Linked DNA regions of Mus musculus: region 1 is linked to region 2. A link is a contact called in public Hi-C data. All regions are on one chromosome and are shown on one strand. Each heading gives the region's core, a stretch centred on a gene start, on an enhancer-like site or on the middle of the called end of the contact. The rest is flanking DNA. Distances are from core to core; before and after follow the strand shown. Region 1 holds the start of Lmx1b (LIM homeobox transcription factor 1 beta). Region 2 holds the start of Lhx3 (LIM homeobox protein 3).

Region 1 (4,900 bases), core at 80-2,579, 7.4 Mb after region 2:
GAGACCCGGCAGCCCTAGACAGCACGCTCCTTTCCGTAAGCTGGGGCGCCGTGAGGCCGAGGGCCTGCAGCCTTGGCTGGGCGCTGCGCTCTCCCCGCTCGCGGAGATCCAGCGGATGGTGTTATTACCAACGAGAAGGAGCTCCGCGCGGGGTGGCCGGCTGGAACCCAACCAGCGAGGTGAGGCCAGGACACTCGCTGGCTGACACGCCCCACGATGCTGTTGGAACCTTCTACCCCAAGAACCGCGGTTGGGATAGACCCGGGGATAGTTTTCTCTTCTAAAAGCTCCCCTTCCCCAGGTGACCTGGCCTCTCTCCCGGGCTCTAAGGAGACAACTTGGTTCTCCAGCATCCCTGCCACCCGCTTCCCACCCCAGCTCAGTCCAGTGTAGCAGCACTAGAACCCAGACCCGGAGAGGACGGTGTGAGTGACGGCTGAGGCTGTTCAGTCCTCTGTCTAGGTGACGTCCCTGAACGTTTTCCCCTCAGGGAGCTCTGTCTCGGTGTGCTTGTTACCCCTCCGGTGGTCATTCCAGGGGTCCGGACCCCCTCCCCACGTCCTGAAAACCTATTTTCTTTATTCTTTGCCCCTCACGCCGGTATCCACAGCGGCACGACGGACAACCCTACCCCCTGACCCGCACTATTCGAGCGTTGCGACCCAGCACTCACCCAGCAGCACCCCCAGGGTGGCGGGCCCGGGGCGAAGGGCGTGCTCCTCCATCTTGATGCCGTCCAACATCTTGATGCCGTCCAACATCTTGGCGCAGTCCGTCTGCCCGCGAGGGAAGCACCTCTCCAGCGACTCGGGACCTGTTGCTATATCCATGGGACGCCCGGCGCGCTGCGGACCCCGCCGGCTGGGCCGCTCACCCTCCGGCCCGTCCGCCCGCTCCGCTGCAGCCGGGGAGGCGCGGCGCCCGCGGGGTCGGGGCCGCCCGCTGCCCCGGGGCGAGCGTGGAGCGGCGGCGCGCTGGCCCCGGGCCCCGGCGTCGTGCGGGAGGGCCCGGGCGGCTGGCAGCCCCGCGCGCCGCTCTCTACCGGCTACTCGCAGCCACGCGCACTCGCTGCTCGCCTGTCACCTGCTTGTCAGCCCCGGGTCCCGGCTGCAGCAGCGGGCGGCACGCGGAGCCGCCCGGAGGAGTAGGAGGAGGCGGCGGCGGCGGCGGCGGGCGGGGGAGGGGGCGGGGGTGCAGGGGCGGCCCCGCGGGCTGGGGGGGCGCGGGCGTCGCAGCAGGGTCCCGGGCGGGGCGCAGCAGGCCGCGGGGCTCCAGGCGCGCTCCCCGCACTACTCCAGTGCCATGGTGCGCCCGAGGAGCCGCTCGGTTTAGAGCTGGGGCTGGCGGCGGAGGGATACTCCGGCCCCGAGCCGCCTCACCCCTCCTCAAACTTCCTGACATTTGAACTCATTGGTGCGCCTCGTATCACTGCGCCGGGATGAGCCGGCTGCTCCACGTCAAATAGTGCCGTCGCCTCCCCCCCTCCCTGCGGGAGGGCTCCCTTAGCCCCCGTCCTGCACCCCGTGCCGCGCCCTGAATCCAGGCGACCATCCTGTCCACCATTGGCAGAAGTTTGGTTAGCCATCGAAACAAATCCTGTGCCCCACCCCTCTTGAAAAATTGATTTGGGAGTTGGGGAAATCAGGCTTTCTTTTTTTTCTTTCTTGCCTTTTTTATTATTAATATTTTTGTTGTTTTTTTTTTAAGCTCCAGCGCTCAGAGGAGTGGCCCCAAGCGAGGCCAGACTGTGAGGACGGCGGGGAACGCAGCGACTTCTCCAGGGGACAGCGCCAGGCGGGAGCGGCTGGCCCAAACCCGGACTCGTAGTCTAAGGTAGGTCGCAGGGTCTGAGTTGGTGTCCCCTCGGGAGGCGGGGCCTGCACCGGACAGCCTGGTGTGCTGAGAGGGCTCCTAGGGTCGAGGGATGGGGAACATCAAATGTAAGCAAGAACCGCTGGCCCCGGACTCGCCAAAGGGAACCCTGACCTGGGGAGGGGGTGTAAGGGCTGTAGTTTGAGTAAGTAGTCCCAAAAAGCCCAGGCCTGGCAGAAATAGGGCGGGGGAATGAGTTGAGGGGGCTCTCATAGCCAGAATGGGAGATCTTGGGTGAAAGAGGACGGTCAGGCCCGGGTTGAGACCAAGAGAGTGTTAAGAGGGTCAACAGGGCTCGGAAAGATATCTTGTTCCCGGCCGGGGTCAGTGGGCGAAGGCTGGGCCTCCCAAGGCTTGGAGTATGAGGGGCAGGTAAGAAGTGGTGTCCTCAAGATCTAGGGGTGGAGGCCTGGAACGGCATGGGTACAGTCGTTCTAAGGAAATCTGTGTGACCTCTGAAATCGGTGCCCTTTCATTGTGGCTAAGGGACCTGGCCAGGGTTAGAGACTGAGCGCTGGCCACCCTTGGCAAAGTGGGCCTCGACAGCGGGCAACGCAAGGCCAGCGGCACGCAGCTGGAGACTCCTGGGTGCATCCGGCCAGACATCCGCGAGAAAACTAGAAGACGTCGCATCGGGAAACAGGGTACCTTCGGCCCCACCACTCCCGCGCGGGTTTCGTCCTGGAATAGCAGGAGGGATGGTGCGGTCCCAGGGCAGGAGTTAACAGCCCCTGCGAGCTGCTGCTGGGCGGCCCTGGCCCCTCCGGCTGTGGAGCAGCGGCGCGAAGCCGGGAGGGGATGGAGGGCTCGGAGGGCGGGTCCCCTGACCCCGCTAGAGGCGAGAGGGCGGATCAGATTTGGAGCCTGAGGGAGGCTTGGTCAGAAGTGGCCCCCTGTGCTGGGGGGGCCCCCCGGAGGGGCCCGGCTTTGTGGAGGATTAGCGGTCACCGCCCCACCCCAGTACCTGCGTGTGTGTCGGTGGGTATCGGAGTGTGTCTGTGTGTGTCCGCGCTCCCGCCTCGCGGAAGCTATTGAGAACGTGTGCACCCGTATTCCTGTGCACATACATTTTGTGTTTGTGTGTCCTTACGTCTTTCCAGGCAATGAGTGTGTGTGTTTTCGGTACACGTCTCTCGTGCTTCTATGTCATGTTTTTTACACGTCTTTGTGTGTGTCCTCGTGAAGGTGTAGATAGTGAAGATGTCTACGCCTTTGTATGCGCCTCGGCCCCTTTAGCGAATCTGGTAGATTTTTCTCTATAAGTGTGTCTCTGAGTTACCTTTGTGTTTCTGTTTGCCCCGGAGCTCCTGAATTGTTCTGTGTCGCCCAGGGGTTTTTGTGTTTGTGGCTTTGTGTTCTGTGTATTTCTCGGCGCCTTTGTGTATCCAGGAGCATGGGTATGTGGATGTAGAGTTTTCTTCACCCACCCTTCGTCCTTGTTTTTACCCAGTGTGAAAAATCTAAGGCCTTGAGCCCTGAGGTTGGGCAGAGGCCTGGGCCTGGATCTGGACCGCCTTCTCTGGGTATCTGGGCCCTGGCGCGTTACTGCGGGAAGAAGCCGAGCGGGTAAAGGCTGGGGCGTGCAGAGCCGGGAGGCACCGAACCGCTCGCAGAAGCAGCGGCCCAACCGGGTGCACTCCGCCCTCTGCTGGCCATAGTGTGTCTCTGCAACCACTGCTGGGCACCGAAAGCCCTGGTTCCAGGCCCGGAGCTTCGCCATCTCCTTCAGGCTGAGTCGAAAGAATCTTCTCTGTCTCAAACCTTAAAGACGAACCTCGGACTCTAAGCAATCGCACAGTGTTTCACCCCCATCTTCACCCTCCCATTTCCCCCACGCTCCCTGTGCCTGTCCATTTCTACCCCATTCCTCTCCGTTTTTCTTTGGCTGAATGGTGGCCCCTGTGGCCCGGCTTCAGAGGTTTCCCTGATCCTCTGGCTGGCATCTAAGACCGGGTCTGGACCTTTGACTGTGTTTGCTGCGCGTTCTGCAGTGCTTGAAGCCAGGTCTCAGCACCGAGGGCACACCTGTAGCCCCCCCCCCATTTGATGCATGGCTGGTGTGTTTTCCAAGGCTCAGAGTTTTGGGGGCCTCTCCCTGCGCAGCCCGGCCCACTCGGGTCAGGCTGCCGAAACTGTCGGCAACTGAGTCCAGAGTTCCCTGGGTGAACAGTGGCACCAAGATTGTCTCTAGTCCGATTGAGGACGATGCTCCGTTCACAGATGCCTGTTTCCTTCTGTCCGTTCTCCTCTACCCGTAGGCCTTCTTTGTCCTTACTTTTCAACCCCGAATTGACTAGACCCGGTCTTCACATTGCCCCACATAATCGTCCATGTGTCTCCGAGGCATTCTTAGGGTTCTTGGTCTCCCATCCTTTGCCTCTAAGGAAGAACAATACGACTGGACAGGAGAACACCGGCCTAGGCCTAGACCCACTTCTCTCCGCGGGCCTCAAGCTCCTGGCTTCGCCCGTCTCTTCTGTACAAGCGGATGCCCACCCCTGGCTCTGAGACTCACAACGCAGGTGGCCTATCTCTTCCGCGCCGTCCAACGCGGGATGCTTGCGGCCTCCGACGTCTGCTGCAGAATCCGCTCGGGACTGTTTCCACCTGAGAAAGAGAGTTGCCAGCGACTGCTGGAATCGCAAGAAACAAAACAGGGAGAGATCCGGGCTCTTCTTATCCCAGAGGCGTGCAGCTCCTGAGCCCTGACTTGGTCTCTGGCTCTTCTCCTTTAGGACCTTGCAACCTCACTCGGTAGCGACCCATCTTGTGAGAGCGGGGGAGCGGTGTGAGGGGAAGGGCTATACCAGCGAAAACCCAACCGTTTGGTGCTTCTGACCAGAGTCCGGGAGAGAGAGGACCCTTCCTCCAGGTTTAGAACCACCGGCTGCAGTGTCAGATCCCAGCAGGAGGAGGACCACAGCCTTGGATTCATCAGCAAGGAGGCTATCAGAAGCATCGCACCGGCCTTCCTGCTCTGCCTCAAGAACCGAAGCCATGGAACACCTAGGCTCACCCCATGCTGCCC
Region 2 (5,195 bases), core at 501-3,000:
TCTTCTAGCATCTGAGTTCTCATCCCCCAAAGACTGCAGGCCTCAGGGAAACTGGGTGGGAAAAATCTAAAGGTGTAATCTCGTCTTAGGGGCTGGTGGGATAAGACTGGTTCATGGGATAAGGAGATCCCCGCCATTTAGGAAAGGTTACTAGAAAAAGGAGATGCATGTGCAGCACCCAGGGCCCACTCACTTCATACCCACACAAGTGTCTTTACATCTCTAGCTGCAAACAACTAGCTTCAGGCTGGCCTCCACTGGTGGGAGGAATTAGAAAAGGACTGCCCCACCTCCCTCCAGCACTGGGCACAAGCCTGCGATGGATGCTGTCCCACCCTGAGCAAAACCACATCTCCAAGTGTGGACGTGGAGATCGACTGTAGCTGTACCAGAGCACCACCAGAGCCGTCGTAAGGCCACAAGGATACCCAGAAGAGAGTGAGGTGGCTAGACAGGCCAAACACTGCAAATTCAGCACCCAGGCACGGACAGCGCCTCGGCCAAGAAGCCCACAGCAGGGACACGGGGACACCCGCTTCCTACAAAAGCCGTCGCCACCGTCAAGCCTCCCAGTGAAGCCACCCTCGATCTCCTCTTGCTTACGTGGCATGGTGAACTCCAGTCTCAGTACAGTTTCCTACACAGAGTTGGAGGGCCCAGTGGAGCCTCGGGAGCCAACAGTGCTCTAGCAAGCCTCACAGAACTCTCTCTGGAGCCTAGCTTACCAAGCTTTCCTCCCTCCCTTTCTCATCCCCCCTCCCATCTCTTCCTCCCAGCTCCTGCGGGTAACCCATCCCATAAACCATTGGAAAATAAATAAATAAATAAATAAATAAATAAATAAGCAAGTAGGCCATATCCGATACCCCCAGTCTGCATAGAATCCTTTTCCCACTTGCTTCGACAGACCTTCTGCCAGCCTAACTTCCTCTTTTCCTATCCTGTTATACTCTCAGCTTGAAAACGGAGAGCGCTTTTATTCCCCAGAACCAAAGCCCTGCAAAAAGACTGGTACGATCAAGAAACTGGGGGCCCGGACAAGTTCCACTTTTCCCTGTAATCGCGTCTTGACCACCAGCCTAGTGGTAAACTGCCGGTGCAGACACTAAGACTCGACTCAGGGGAGATGAGTTCAGCATGACCCAGACCTGATCTCGCTGAAAATGGGGGGAAAGGAACTGAGTGAAGGCAGTTCCTAAGGAGAAACTCCTGCTCCCTGATTCCTGAGTCCTGAAACATCTTCACATGCTCCCTCCAGCTCAGGGGCCTCAGCCAGCTCAGAGCTGCAAAAGGTCTCCTAAACCGTTCCTGGATCACCAAGGGCTCCCAAAGCCAGGACAACACAGCACCAGGAGGGCCACACACTTTGGAGGTTTGAGATGCCTTTGCTTAGCCATGTCAGAGCCCCTCAGACACACCCTTGTCCAGATACCTTGGCTTCTGCTGGCCTCCGCACAAGGGCCAGAAAAAGCCGAGGACATCTGGGCCTGTTCAGTGCAGCCTCTCCGTCGGGCACCCACCTCGGCGCAGGTCAGCCCTTCGCGCCAACAACGCCAGCAGCAGGTCTCCGCCCGCGGATTCCCGGGACGGGTCCAGCTCCCCGCGAGCTTCCATGGGGCCAGGTGCCTGGTGCTGCCGCCCTCCGACCCTGAACTTCCCCTGGGTCTGGCGAGGCCACCGTTGCAGGGACTCCGAGCTGGCGTCGGAGCGACTCGTGTCGCTGCTGGGCGCTGTGCCCACGGGAGGCCTCTGGGCGCCAAGCCTCGGGCCCGCGGAGGGCGGAGCGGTGGGGGGCGGGGCCGCGGGGCGGGGCTGGGCCGGGGGTCGCAGAGACGCTCCCGGGGCCACTGGAGGCCACTGGAGACTGTGCACCTTTCAGCCGGAACCGAGGTGCCTAGAAGCCGTCTGGCTTGCACTTCCCGAGGACGGAGACAGCGCAGTAACCACTCAAGGCTTCCTACAGATGCTCGCCCCTGCCCCAAGCAAGTTCGCTAAGCCTCCCGGAAGGCTGAGGTCCCGAGGGAAGCGGCAGGGAGGGAACTGCGTTCTCTTTGCTCACGTTTAGACTCTGAACCGGAGCTGGACAGCATTGAGACCACACCTGGTCAGCAGAAGGGCAACCTGATAGCCATCGCGAGGGAACGTGGTGGCAAAGAAGCCACAGTAGAGCTACGAGGAGCTCGATTTGAAGGTCCCCCAACTCTGACACTCTGGACCCCACCACTAGAAGTGCCTCCTGGAGCCAGTACAGCGAGAAGGAACGATTCTTAGGACCTCAGATCCGGTGTCCTCTGCGGGAACACACCAAGACTCTAGGCCAGAAAAGGGTTGAGCTGCGGAAGCCCTGAGATCTACCCTTACTTCCCCACCCCAATTCCTTAGAACAATCCCTGCACCTGGATTTCCACATCTCATCCCCATTCGAACAGGTGAGCCCACCAGAACCCATCATCCTATCCTTGCATGAGCCCTCACTGAGGGCTCCTACTACCCAGCCAGGAGACAGCGCCAGACCTATGCAGTTCCTGGTAGGAACTAGAATCCAGCAGGGTATAGTGCCCTGGTAACAATTAGGGACACCCTAGAAGTGTTTGCAGAATCAGCAGGTTGCTGCCACCCTCCTGGTTCCTCTTCTTGTCCTGTTCTGCCTCCATCCCTAGGACTGTGACCGATCAGACCCCAGAATGGGAAGGATGAATGAAAGAACGCAAGATTCTCCACTTGGTCCCAGCACAGCTGCTGCCTCGGAAAGAGCCCTGTGCCTGCAGCCGTCCCTTCATGTTGCTCTGTACTTGTTATTCCGAGGTCAGGGAACACTAGCTTGGAGTGAAATGGGTGCTGGGTGAGCTGAGATGTGAGCCATTGAGTGTCAGCTGCTGCAGAGGGCAGTGGGGCGGGGGCCATGTATGGCTAGACTAGGGAAGGGGCGGCTCCACACTGTTGGGCATCTGGCTTGCCGCCAACAATGCCTCCATTATTTCCCAACGTCCGTGGCAGTGAAATGGCCCTTGGGGAATCAGAGTTCAAGCGGGAGACTTGGCCTGGGGATTCTTGCTGCAAGCCAAAGCAGTTCTGGAAGCTGTGGGACATTCAATCTCTAGGACCAGCCCCAGGCCTTTCTGGTCACTGTTGACCCTGTAGCTTTCCTGTTCTCCTGCCTGCTGTCACCTTGTACTTTTTTTCTCCGCAGTCACTCCCTCCTGGTCACCCCTCTGCATTCTGTCTCTTCTCTTTTTCCTGCCTGGCATGGAGACTTGTAGGTTGCAATGGCTCTTACCTGGAGTCCTGCTGAAGGTACAGAGGGCAGAAGCTCCAGGGGCACCGGGCCTCTCTCGGTGGCAATCGAGTTCTGCTTCTAGCAGCATGGCAGTCACTAATCCAGTGGTTCGTGCGGGGTGTTCCTGGAAGTGCTGGACCTCTTTCAGGCCTTGGCCCACTCGCTGGGCTGGCGCTGTCCGCGGTGCTGAAGGAGGCACCAGCGTGCTGGGGACCTTCACAAGCCTGCCCCGCCCCTCCTCTGTCCCCGCCCTTGGCCCCTTCCAGGCCTGGGCAGGCGGAGTCAGGCTGGCGTCACTCTAGGGCTGGGTCTGACTAGTTTATAATTCGAGGTAGCCTTTTCTCTGGACCTTCCTTTACCTGTTACAGAGTAGCATAGTGGCTCCAACTTGCTGTCGTGGGCTCTGGGCCTTGGCTAGAGGTGCCACGTTCATAGTACTCAGGTTTGGGAGCCTCTGAGCTGTTAGCCTGGGACTGCACTCCTCACCCACTCCGTGGAATAGATTCTGGGTCCAAAGGCCTTTTGCTTGCAGGCACAGGTCAGAAGCCTCCAACTACGAACTCAACCACCTGCATCCAGTACTCTGAAGGCAGATTTTAGTCCCTTTTCTCCAACCCCTATTTCCAGAAAAGGCTCATGCATGCAAACCCACCAGCTACTGAAGAGCTGAAGGGTCCTGAGCAGAAGTTCCCAGGTGCCTGCAGGGCAATCTGCCCCAGGCTGGGCACAGATGGGAGGGAAATTTGGTGAGAGGCTCAACAGCTTTCTAGTTGACTGGCTGGTCCTCCCAGGCTCTGTGGGTTCAGAGACAATCTGAGGATGCAGGTCTCAGCATAGTCCATTCTCTCTTCACTATCTGCCTGACCTTTAGGCTGTCTTCCCGAATGCCTCTAGTTTATTTATACAAAAAATTCTTAGAACTTCAGAGTTGTGTCTGCAAACTAGATGGGAGAAAAGGGTTTGGAGAATTCCCTGAATCCAGCTTTACATAAAGCTGCTCACATTTCAAAAAACTGAAACAACTTTACTAAATGTCAAATTTCTTTATTCTTACAATGTGCACATTAGAGTTTACTTAAATACAAAATGTACCCCTTAAGAAATTTCATTGACATTTTCATGCCAATTGCTTTTTACTCAAAATCTTTGCATTAAAAAATAAATAAACATTTAAATTACTGAACTATTCTAGATATTAATCTTAATACCTCTCATAAAACTTCAGACTTTAAAACAGACCTTACACTTGGCCCAAAGATGGGTCCCTGGAGGGATGCAAGCCTTTTCACTGCAGAATGAACAGTTCAAACAGGGATGTCCGTGGCAAGCTTGTCCCCCAGAAGGGATGACCTGGGACTGTACAAGAGCAGCTGAAAGTAGGATCTGCCCAGAGTGGGCTTCTGCAAACATCAGCCACGCCAGGCACTGTGGGGTGCTATGGCAGCCCCAGGGCCACCCTTCGGGCTCAGACATTTCACTGGAGCTGTCCTTAAATAGGCCCAATTCTCAAGCTGACAGACCAGGAGTGTTCATCCTTGGAAACACCTAACGATGATCTGGGCTTGTTTGTTTTTAAGCACAGGACTCCAGGTTTCAAAGAAGAAACTTCCTCCACAGGGAAGTGAGGCAGGAGGTTCACGTGGCTGAGTCTGGCCATCTGCCCCAGCCAAGGTCTGGCTCTCAGAACTGATCCTGCCATGTGATGAAAGGAGGGTTAATAACAGCCCAAGGAGACAGCTGTCCATTTTCTTAAGTGGCAGCAGGGACATCGATAATACAGGGTCTTAAATGGTACCCATGTGACCAACTGTCATTGGGAAGGATGCAAATATAAAAGATAGAATATGCAAAATGGAATGTACACACATGCACACACATGCGCACATGCGCTCTCACCACACACACACACACACACACA

The links. Hi-C and Micro-C count contacts between places; a contact is called where the count stands out from the background.
Region 1: a Hi-C map of epiblasts shows a contact between it and region 2, with 12 times the contacts expected there. The contact joins the promoter of Lmx1b here to the promoter of Lhx3 in region 2. A contact is called at or near these places in 1 of 39 promoter capture datasets (embryonic stem cells) and 2 of 484 Hi-C or Micro-C datasets (embryonic stem cells and epiblasts).

The regions. Positions count from the first base shown.
Region 1 is chr2:33,639,769-33,644,668 of GRCm38.p6, forward strand. Lmx1b (LIM homeobox transcription factor 1 beta) reads right to left here and starts at 1,330. Exons shown (of 8, transcript NM_010725.3): 1 at 674-1,330. The coding sequence starts at 830. Gm39790 (a long non-coding RNA gene) reads left to right here. Exons shown (of 3, transcript XR_866136.3): 1 at 1-179; 2 at 302-462; 3 at 611-703. C130021I20Rik (Riken cDNA C130021I20 gene) reads left to right here and starts at 1,425. Exons shown (of 3, transcript NR_046275.1): 1 at 1,425-1,576; 2 at 1,708-1,833; 3 at 2,359-4,900.
Region 2 is chr2:26,204,825-26,210,019 of GRCm38.p6, forward strand. It overlaps Lhx3 (LIM homeobox protein 3), which reads right to left and starts at 1,751. Exons shown (of 6, transcript NM_001039653.2): 1 at 1,521-1,751. The coding sequence starts at 1,614. It overlaps Qsox2 (quiescin Q6 sulfhydryl oxidase 2), which reads right to left. Exons shown (of 12, transcript NM_001302956.1): 12 at 4,300-5,195.